Linked DNA regions of Pan troglodytes: regions 1 and 2 are each linked to region 3. A link is a contact called in public HiChIP or PLAC-seq data. All regions are on one chromosome and are shown on one strand. The core of a region is the stretch at or near the end of the contact, and the rest is flanking DNA. Distances in the headings are between cores, read along the strand shown. Region 1 holds the start of MIP (major intrinsic protein of lens fiber). Region 2 holds the start of TIMELESS (timeless circadian regulator). Region 3 holds the start of CNPY2 (canopy FGF signaling regulator 2).

What was found. HiChIP or PLAC-seq counts read pairs in DNA pulled down with a chosen protein or histone mark.
Region 1: a contact with region 3 is called in an H3K4me3 HiChIP or PLAC-seq map of stem cell-derived excitatory neurons, with 3 times the contacts expected there. The contact joins the promoter of MIP here to the promoter of CNPY2 in region 3.
Region 2: an H3K4me3 HiChIP or PLAC-seq map of stem cell-derived excitatory neurons shows a contact between it and region 3, with 3 times the contacts expected there. The contact joins the promoter of TIMELESS here to the promoter of CNPY2 in region 3.

What each region holds. Positions count from the first base shown.
Region 1 is chr10:39,543,983-39,547,019 of NHGRI_mPanTro3-v2.0_pri, reverse strand. MIP (major intrinsic protein of lens fiber) reads right to left here and starts at 1,294. Exons shown (of 5, transcript XM_063786546.1): 1 at 1,165-1,294. The coding sequence starts at 1,294. It overlaps SPRYD4 (SPRY domain containing 4), which reads left to right and starts at 1,289. Exons shown (of 2, transcript XM_001168831.6): 1 at 1,289-1,391; 2 at 1,738-3,037. The coding sequence starts at 1,307. The coding sequence ends at 2,276.
Region 2 is chr10:39,563,524-39,566,457 of NHGRI_mPanTro3-v2.0_pri, reverse strand. It overlaps TIMELESS (timeless circadian regulator), which reads right to left and starts at 1,284. Exons shown (of 29, transcript XM_509535.7): 1 at 1,129-1,284. MIP (major intrinsic protein of lens fiber) reads right to left here. Exons shown (of 5, transcript XM_063786546.1): 5 at 2,928-2,934.
Region 3 is chr10:39,696,718-39,699,660 of NHGRI_mPanTro3-v2.0_pri, reverse strand. It overlaps CNPY2 (canopy FGF signaling regulator 2), which reads right to left and starts at 1,297. Exons shown (of 6, transcript XM_003313586.7): 1 at 762-1,297; 2 at 71-183. The coding sequence starts at 158. PAN2 (poly(A) specific ribonuclease subunit PAN2) reads right to left here. Exons shown (of 25, transcript XM_054663194.2): 25 at 1,879-2,586. The coding sequence ends at 2,552.

The DNA.
Region 1 (3,037 bases), core at 45-2,544, 150 kb after region 3:
TGGCCAGCAGAACCTTGAGAAGTGGACTGATTCAAAACATGTAGGCCTGGCATAGTGGCTAACACCTGTAATCACAGCACTTTGGGAGGCAAAGGTGGGAGGGAGGATGGCTTGAGCCCGAGAATTCGAGAACAACTTGGTCAACAAAGTGAAACCCCCGTTTCTACAAAAAAGTTAACGGGGCATGGTGCGTGCACATGTGGTCCCAGCTACATGGGAGGCTGAAGCAGGAAGATCGCTTGTGCCTCGGAGATGAAGGTTGCAGTGAGCTGTGTTTGCGCCACTGTGCTGCATGCAGCCTGGGTGACAGAATGAGACCCTGTCTCAAAAAATAAAATAAAATGGAATGCAGATCGAAATGTTCAATATAGGCTGTCCATAATCTCCTACCTCATACCCTGAACCAAAATATTGCTACTCTTGGTTAAGTTCAGAAAACTGAATGCTGAGTTAAACCATCCGTTCCTAGCCTTGAACATACAAAACCAACATTAACAGTATTTATGTATTTACTATTAATTATAAACAACTGTGAATTACCCAATGGTTGCTATTTGCCAATATATATCTAGATTAATTATTATTATTATTATTTTTTGAGATGGAGTCTTGCTCTGTCACCAGGCTGGAGTGCAGTGGCAGAATCTCGGCTCACTGCAACCTCCCACTCCCTGGTTCAAGCGATTCTCCTGCCTCAGCCTCCCGGGTAGCTGGGATTACAGGCGCGCGCCACCACGCCCGGCTAATTTTTGTACTTTTGGTAGAGGCGGGGTTTCACCATATTGGCCAGGATGGTCTTGATCTCCTGACCTCGTGATCCGCCTGCCTCGGCCTCCCAAAGTGCTGAGATTACAGGCGTGAGCCACCGCACCCGGCCTAGATTATTCTCACTTAATTATTACTAAGGTCTGTATATAATTTCTATTTTATAAATTAGAACACTAAGGCTCAGAAAAGTGGAGTGAGTTGCCCAAACTCACACAGTGAAGCCGGGATCAAAGCTAATTACAGTACTGTCTAATTTTAAAATCTATACTTCTAAGCATCTGGCTACACTATATCTCTAAAAGTTTTACGTAGTTCAAATGTGAGCAGCGTTCGTCTACGCAGAAAAACTGAATAAGCAGCATTAACCGCGGGTAGAAACAGAACAGAAACCACTACCTTGGCGGCCGCCCGCCCCCGGGCGTCGCTCTACGTCATAACACTGCGCGGCCGCCCCTCGCGCACCACGTGCTAGGGGAGCGGGCGGGCAGATGGCTGTGTTTGTAAGCGGGAGGCGTGCCCGGTTCATCCAAGGCGCAAGATGGCGCTGCTTTTTGCACGTTCTTTGCGCTTGTGCCGCTGGGGAGCCAAACGATTGGGAGTTGCCTCCACAGAGGCCCAGAGAGGTAGGATTATCTGTTTTTACTCTTTTACCTCCAGAATGGCTGCCGTCTATTATTCCCAGACCCCACTCCGAGAAGCAACTCCAACCCTCTCGGGTCTTTTCCTTCCTTACCTGCCTTGGTCTCGAGATTCCAAACCTGTGATACCATTTGGTTTCTTTAAATTCCGAGTTTTTCAGCTCCGTGAGCTATCCGTAGTAAAGCGACCTCGCGACTCTCTTGCCCGCTTGGCATTCTGACTCTTCCCTAGTTGCTCGTGTATCATGGCTGCCTGCCTCAGATCTGAATATATCACCAGCCCTAGGGTTCTAGCCCCTGTTATTATCCCGTCTTTTTGCTCTGCCCGCAGGCGTCAGTTTCAAACTGGAAGAAAAAACCGCCCACAGCAGCCTGGCACTCTTCAGAGATGATACGGGTGTCAAATATGGCTTGGTGGGATTGGAGCCCACCAAGGTGGCCTTGAATGTGGAGCGCTTCCGGGAGTGGGCAGTGGTGCTGGCAGACACAGCGGTCACCAGTGGCAGACACTACTGGGAAGTGACAGTGAAGCGCTCCCAGCAGTTCCGGATAGGAGTGGCAGATGTGGACATGTCCCGGGATAGCTGCATTGGTGTTGATGATCGTTCCTGGGTGTTCACCTATGCCCAGCGCAAGTGGTACACCATGTTGGCCAACGAGAAAGCCCCAGTTGAGGGTATTGGGCAGCCAGAGAAGGTGGGGCTGTTGCTGGAGTATGAGGCCCAGAAGCTGAGCCTGGTGGATGTGAGCCAGGTCTCTGTGGTTCACACGCTACAGACAGATTTCCGGGGTCCAGTGGTGCCTGCCTTTGCTCTCTGGGATGGGGAGCTGCTGACCCATTCAGGGCTTGAGGTGCCCGAGGGCCTCTAGTATGTCCATTACTGGAGTCCCTAATCACGCCTTTGGCCAGCCTCCTTTTGAAAGTGTCTGAAGCCTTTTTACTTTGCCTCAAGCAACCTCTAGCTCCCACAATTCAGTGTTGGATCCTCTGTGCAATATCATAATCATCTTCCTCATCCCCTACCTTGTGAAAGCTAGGCATACAGCCAAACCCTCCTTTTCCCCACCCACCAACTACTGCCAATTTCCTAGGCTACCATGGGTGTATCTTCCCTGACCTGCTTCCTTCAGTCTCTCTGCCTCCCTTTGCCCAGGCCTTTCTCAGACTGTATTCCATCCTGGGGTCTTATCATTCAGCTTTGTTTGAATTTATTAATCACCATGATACCTCTCCCTCCCTTTGTCCACATGTAACTTGTTCTTGGGGCTCTACCAGATCGCTGAAGAGTAAATCCTTTCTACCTCTGGCTGAAGGAGTGGTGCAGTCAATGACTTGGCCCTTTTTCTACAGCACATTTAGAGTTTGGGCTCTGGCTCCCTCAGTAAGTGCTTTATTAACTCAGTGTGTCAAAATGAAAACAGAGCCCTCCTTCCCCAGTAGCTCAGTGCCACAGACCTTCAGCCCCACACAGCTGTAGCTATCCTTACCCTGAGTCCATCTACCTTAAATCTGTACCTCTGACACCCAGCCAGTCTGTCATAATCATTATCCCAGTTATAACCTTGACCAAAGGGGAAGAGAGACACTTGGGCGATATCTAGGGGATGAGTGCTAGAAACTATTTATTTAT
Region 2 (2,934 bases), core at 35-2,534, 130 kb after region 3:
GCGGATCATTTGAGGTCAGGAATTCGAGACCGGCCTGGCCAACATGGCGAAACCCCATCTCTACTAAAAATACAAAAATTAGCTGGGCGTGGTGGCGGGCACCTGTAATCCCAGCTCCTGGGGAGGCTGAGGCAGGAGAATCGCTTGAACCGGGGAGGCGGAGGTTGCAGTGAGCCGAGATCGGACCACTGCACTCCAGCCTGGGCGACAGAGCCAGACTCCATCTCAAAAACAAAACAAAACAACCAAAAAAAAACAAACAGGCCACGCGCGGTGGCTCACGCCTATAATCCCAGCACTTTGGGAGGCCGAGGCGGGCGGATCACGAGGTCAGGAGTTTGAGATCATCCTGACCAATAAGGTGAAACCCCCATCTCTACTAAAAAAAAATACAAAAATTAGCCGGGCATGGTGACGCGCGCCTGTAATCCCAGCTACTCAGGAAGCTGAGGCAAGAGAATCGCTTGAACCCGGGAGGCGGAGCTTGCAGTGAGCCGAGATGGCGCCACTGCACTCCATCCTGGGCGACAGAACGAGACTCCGTCTCAAAATAAAAGAAAATAAATAAAAAATTGAAAGTACTAGTCGAAGCACGAATGGCAAAGAATTGAGAGGCTCAAGGAAAAAAGCTTCATTAGCGGCTGAGGTCCAGGTGACAAACCCAAACAAGGCAACGAAGGGAGGGAGTGAGAAATTCATTCCATAAAACCCACGATATAAGTAAAGCGGCCTGTGAATTCCGACCACTGCTGACCGCCAGGCCACACACCGGTTTTTTTCAGGAGGTCTCAACTAGATGCTAAGCTCCGAAGTGGAACTCCCCCAGGCACTTTCTGTTCTAATTCAGGAATTCCAAGCCCCTTTCCATCACAACCCCATCCCGCGGGAGACCCAAGCTGTGCGGAGCAGCGCAGGGATAAGCCCGCGTCCGGTGAGACCCGGGAACGCGGCGCGGGAGACTAAGGAGCAGAGTACAGAATTGCGCGTGCGCGCCTGCAGCACGAGCCCCGCCCCCTGGCTCTAAACCGGGTGGCGGGAAAAGGGACTCAGCGTCTCCCGAGAATGCCCCCATAGCTTCGAAAGGATCCCCGTGTCCGCTTAGCGCCCTCTCGCCACACACTCACTCACCCGCTCCCTGCGGGTCCTCAGAAGCCCGGAGGAGCCACCGGCCCTCCGGCGCGGGGCCGCAGCCTTTCCGCCACCAGGCTCAGCTGGACCGGTCCCCGCCTGCGCGGAGAGCGAGGCGGGGCGCGCCGGGCTGGTCCACGTGACTCCGAGCGAGCTGGGGCGGAGATTGGTGAAGAAGGAAGGAAAAGGGAAGCGAGTGCAGGGACTGTTTTATGTGAGGTCGATCTAAAAATCACAGCGCTATGAATTTTCTGCTGAATTATAGTAGAATCAAAGTCCGATTAGAGGTGAATTTACAAACATTCTTCCCCTTCTTCTAGTCAAGCGGACTATTCCAAGTCTTAAATAGTTAGTTAGAAAAGTTAGGTTTTATTTGGGAGGAAGTAAAGAGCTGAAGTACAGGGAGGAATGGTCTTCTGGGATAGGGGATGTCCGTTGTATTATAGGTATAAATTTAAAGCTTTCAAAGTATGCAAGAGGCTCATAAAAGGAAGAAAGCAACCGTAAATATTCATTGAACAGTTGAGGGTCTCTTCTGGCCTCTGCTGAGATGATCTTGCCAAAAGGAAAATAAAATAGGGCTGTGCTCTGGCCCCCTGTAATCCCAGCTACTGGGGAGGCTGAAGCAGGAAGATCGCTTGAGCCCAGGATTTCTAGACTGTAGTGTGCGATGATCGTGCCTGTGAATATCCATTGCACTCCAACCTGGTCAACATAGTAAGACCCCCTCTCAAAAAAAAAAAAAAAAAAAAAAAAAAGAAGATAGGGCTCAAACAAATAATAATCTCCTGAATTATTAAGCATTTGAATAGAAGGAATCAATTTCTGGGGTATGAGGGAGTTAGAAGAGATTTGCTTCAAGATGAAAGGACAGATGACAGAGAGATGAAAATACACAGACACAAAACAAGAAAAAAAACACGGAACTAGTGATAAAAGCAGAAAGATGCCATTTGAGGAGTGTTTTGATTTGCTCTAAATAAATTAGAACAGCGTCAAAGCCTCTCCCCTCATGCCCCCTACTACCACCCGTTCATTTATTTGCTCCAGGAATCAGATTTCCTGTGTTGGCCTTAGGGAACAATTGTGGGGCTTAAATACCATCTGCCAGGCAGCCACAACAGTGGATGTCAGGCTGACCAGTTAAGCTGCTTAATTTTTCTAGATTCTAGGCTTGCTCAAGCTCTATTTAGGTTGGAAGCTCCTTGGCCCAGGACCTCTGAAGAGATCCATTATGTCAGAATGAACACAACCAGCCAGCGGATGTAGACAGGTTTACGTGGCTTTACAGAACAGCTAAATCCTAGTGTTCACTTTTCTCAGAGCTACTTCCCCACCCAAGTCCCTGGGGCAAGCATCCCTAAGATAAGTAGGCTATATATTCCCATTAACTTCCCCCCAATTCTTCAGTACACCTACATCCTGATCTGGGGCTAATACTCCATTTTCACCACCCACCTCCCTTGAGTCCCTTCTCCTAACCCTTGGAAGCCTTGTCTCCTCCACTTCTCTCCATCTGCCTCGTGTGAGGAGTAACTCCCTGCTTCTCTGTTCCCTCAGAAATCAAGAGCCACACACTTGACTGGCAGCAGGGTAAAGGCCAGAAACTTAAGGTGTCGGTTACCCAGTACTCACCATACTGGGTCGAGGAAGGGAGGTATAGGATGGCACCTCTTTTTGCTTCCTTAGCTCTCATGCCCCAAAACTCAGACACAGCCACACTCACATTCATATGCACAATCAGCACACACGGCGAAGGGTGGTGGGATGGGGAGGAAGGGAAGTTTGCACCAACCAGCTCATGAA
Region 3 (2,943 bases), core at 48-2,547:
CCCAGGCCTTGGATCTCATGCCCTCCCAAGGCTCTGCTTCCTCCACTTCTTTTTCCCGTTGTGCCTTTACCTCCACAGTGGAGATCCTGGCTCCTCCGAGCCCAGGCGGTTCCCAGCAGGGCCCCCAGAAGCAGGGCCAGCCAACCCCAGCCTTTCATCTTTAGCGTAATGGGGTCGCTCCACCTGGGTTTGAGTGGGAATAAAACATAAGTGTGAGGAGCCGACTCCATTTTTCCCTGACCCCCCCAATCCTCACCCCAAGGCTTTCAAAGGCCTCATTGTGACTCTGGCTCTACTTTCCAGGAAATGGCCGGGACACAAAGGGGCTTCTCTGTTCCAGCGCTTGAGGGCTGTGATTCCCCCAGGGTGGTGGGTGGGAGCGCGAGCTCAGGACTTGCGGCTCAGCCCCAGACTCTACGTGGATAGGTGAGGCCCTAAGTGTTGGTACTTTAGCACTGCATGCCTAGGGTTCACGGGGCTTTGTGGCAGCTACAGGAGGTAAGTTGGCGATTACGTGAGGACTACAGGCACTAGGGAACTGCCGGCAGGGAGCCCTCAGTCAGGCCAGGAGGCCAGCGAGGAGAGCAATAACTAGGGCCCATTTGGATCCTGCACCGAAGATTCCTGCGTCCCCACCTCCAGCCCGTAAGTGATTACCCGTACGGACACCAGCCCCCTTTCTAAGGACTCCGCCATTGCTTTCGCTTCAGTCCATCCCCAACCCTCAGCGCCCAGCGCCTCGCCGCCCGCATCCGTCCCACCTCTGCTCCCAGGGCCGCCGCCGTGGCCCAAGCGCTGGAAGACCGCTGGACTCTCACTTTGGCCCCAGTGGCTCCCGAAACTACACCTGGCTGCAGGGAGCAGGGCTGTCCAGGACTCTCCAGAGCGCTTCGCCGCCTGCCACACACGGGGTGTCCCGGCGACCGCCTGACCCAGCTCCCCTGACGCTAACTGGTACCTAAGCGGGACTCCAGCGTGCTGCGGTGCGAGCCCCAATCAGACACCGACCCCAAACCCGCCCCTCCAAACTCTCGCGCGAACAGGCAGCTTAGGAGAGGCTCCCGAACAGCAAGGACCCCGGTCAATCGCCGAAGGACCCAGACTTGCGTGGCGAACAGATCCACGTGACCACCAGGGGTCAGCCGTAGAATAGGAGTGGCCTTAAGCGACGACAGAGTCCGGGCGTGCTGTATGGGAGCGGCTAGTCGTGCGCGTGAGCCAGCCCAGGTGGGCTAGGACCTTCAAAACGGTGCGCTGCCGGCCAGCGAGCAGTCCAGGTTTCAATACACAGGAAACTACATCTCCCAGGAAGCACCGCAGCACCGGACCCATCTTTGTGAGCAACTACAAGTCTCAAGCTATCCTGGGACCTGTAGTTTGTCGGCTTACACAATTAACGGAAACCATACTGTACATCTTCAGTCTGACTTAGGGTACTGGGCAGCTATAGCAAAGACCCAGCATTGCCCAGAAAAGGCATAAATTATACCTTTTTTTCCCCTTTTTTTGAGACGGAGTCTCGCCCTATCGCCCAGGCTGGCATACAGTTGCGTGATCTCGGCTCACTGCAACCTCCGCCTCCCGGGTTGAAGCAATTTGCTGCCTTAGCTAGGGTTACAGTCGCCATCCACCACTCCCAGCTAATTTTTTTATTTTTAGTAGAGACGGGGTTTCACCATCTTGGTCAGGCTGGTCTTTAACTCCTGACCTCATGATCCACCCACCTCTGCCTCCCAAAGTGCTAGGATTACAGAAGTGAGCCACCGCGCCCGGCCTAATTATACCCTTTCATATCCATAACTTTGGATTCCAGACCTTTACCTTCAAAGGAAGGAGAGGAAGACTGAAGCCAGAGAACCCACACTAGCAGTTCTCTAATGAGATAAATAACAAACGATATTTTATTTTTATTTTATAAAACATGCAGTTTACAACAAATTTTTAAAAAATGGAACAAAACTTGGGACAGGCAAGTAGGATGGAAGACAGATGCTTCTCAGCCATCAGCAGGAATAAATGAAGCCGGCAGCCAAGCTTTGTCCAGGATCCAAAGGCCCTTTTGGCAATGGTATTGGCAACACTGGTTTGCTTGGGCCACCAACACTCTACTTGCTGGCCCCTCCAGGTATCCCTGAAGCAGTTGGTGACTTGTGCTAAGTCTTGAACTACTGTGGTATTCTCTGTCACTGTCCAGGACTTCAATCCCTAGCCAGCTAGGAACTTACAGTTATGGTTCCAGGAGCTTCTCTGCCTGGATATTAGTCACCCAGGATATTAAGAATACCAATTACTTTCCATCTGGGTCAATTCTAGACTCCATGTCTGTACCACTGTTTTGCAAAGAATGAAGAAGGAATGAATCTGGCTCCTAGAACCTTTGCAACAATTCTGCTGTGTTCCAGTTCAATTAATAGCACCATCTGTGACCCTAGACCCTGAGCACGTCCAGTACTGGAAGTGGACAAGGTATAGCCAACTTAGGAAGCCATCTCCCAGTTCTGGGGCTATAGAACAGTAAAGGGAGAGGGCCGTGGTTCTTTGGGAAGGGTAGTCAGAGCGCCAGCACTGAGGAGAAGACAGCTGCATCTGTCAGAGACAAAACCAAAAGCATGATTCAAGCTGAGTGGAGAAAAAGCATCTTCTCATACTTCCTATGAAGGAAAAATGCAAGAGAAAAAAGGGCATGGACCTTCCCTGAACATTTTAGACTTGGGCAAGAGGAAGTTATAGTTAATGGAGAGTTTCGATAAAATGTATTTTACTGAATGTTAGGAGGATGAAGTGCTTTGTAAACTGTTAAGTGCTATTCTCCATATGTGCAATCAAAATCCACCCAATTGGGGGCGCTCAGGCTCATGCCTGTAATCCCAGCACTTTGTGAGCCCAAGGTGGGTGGATCACTTGAGCCCAGGAGTTTAAGACCAGCCTGGGCAACATGGCAAA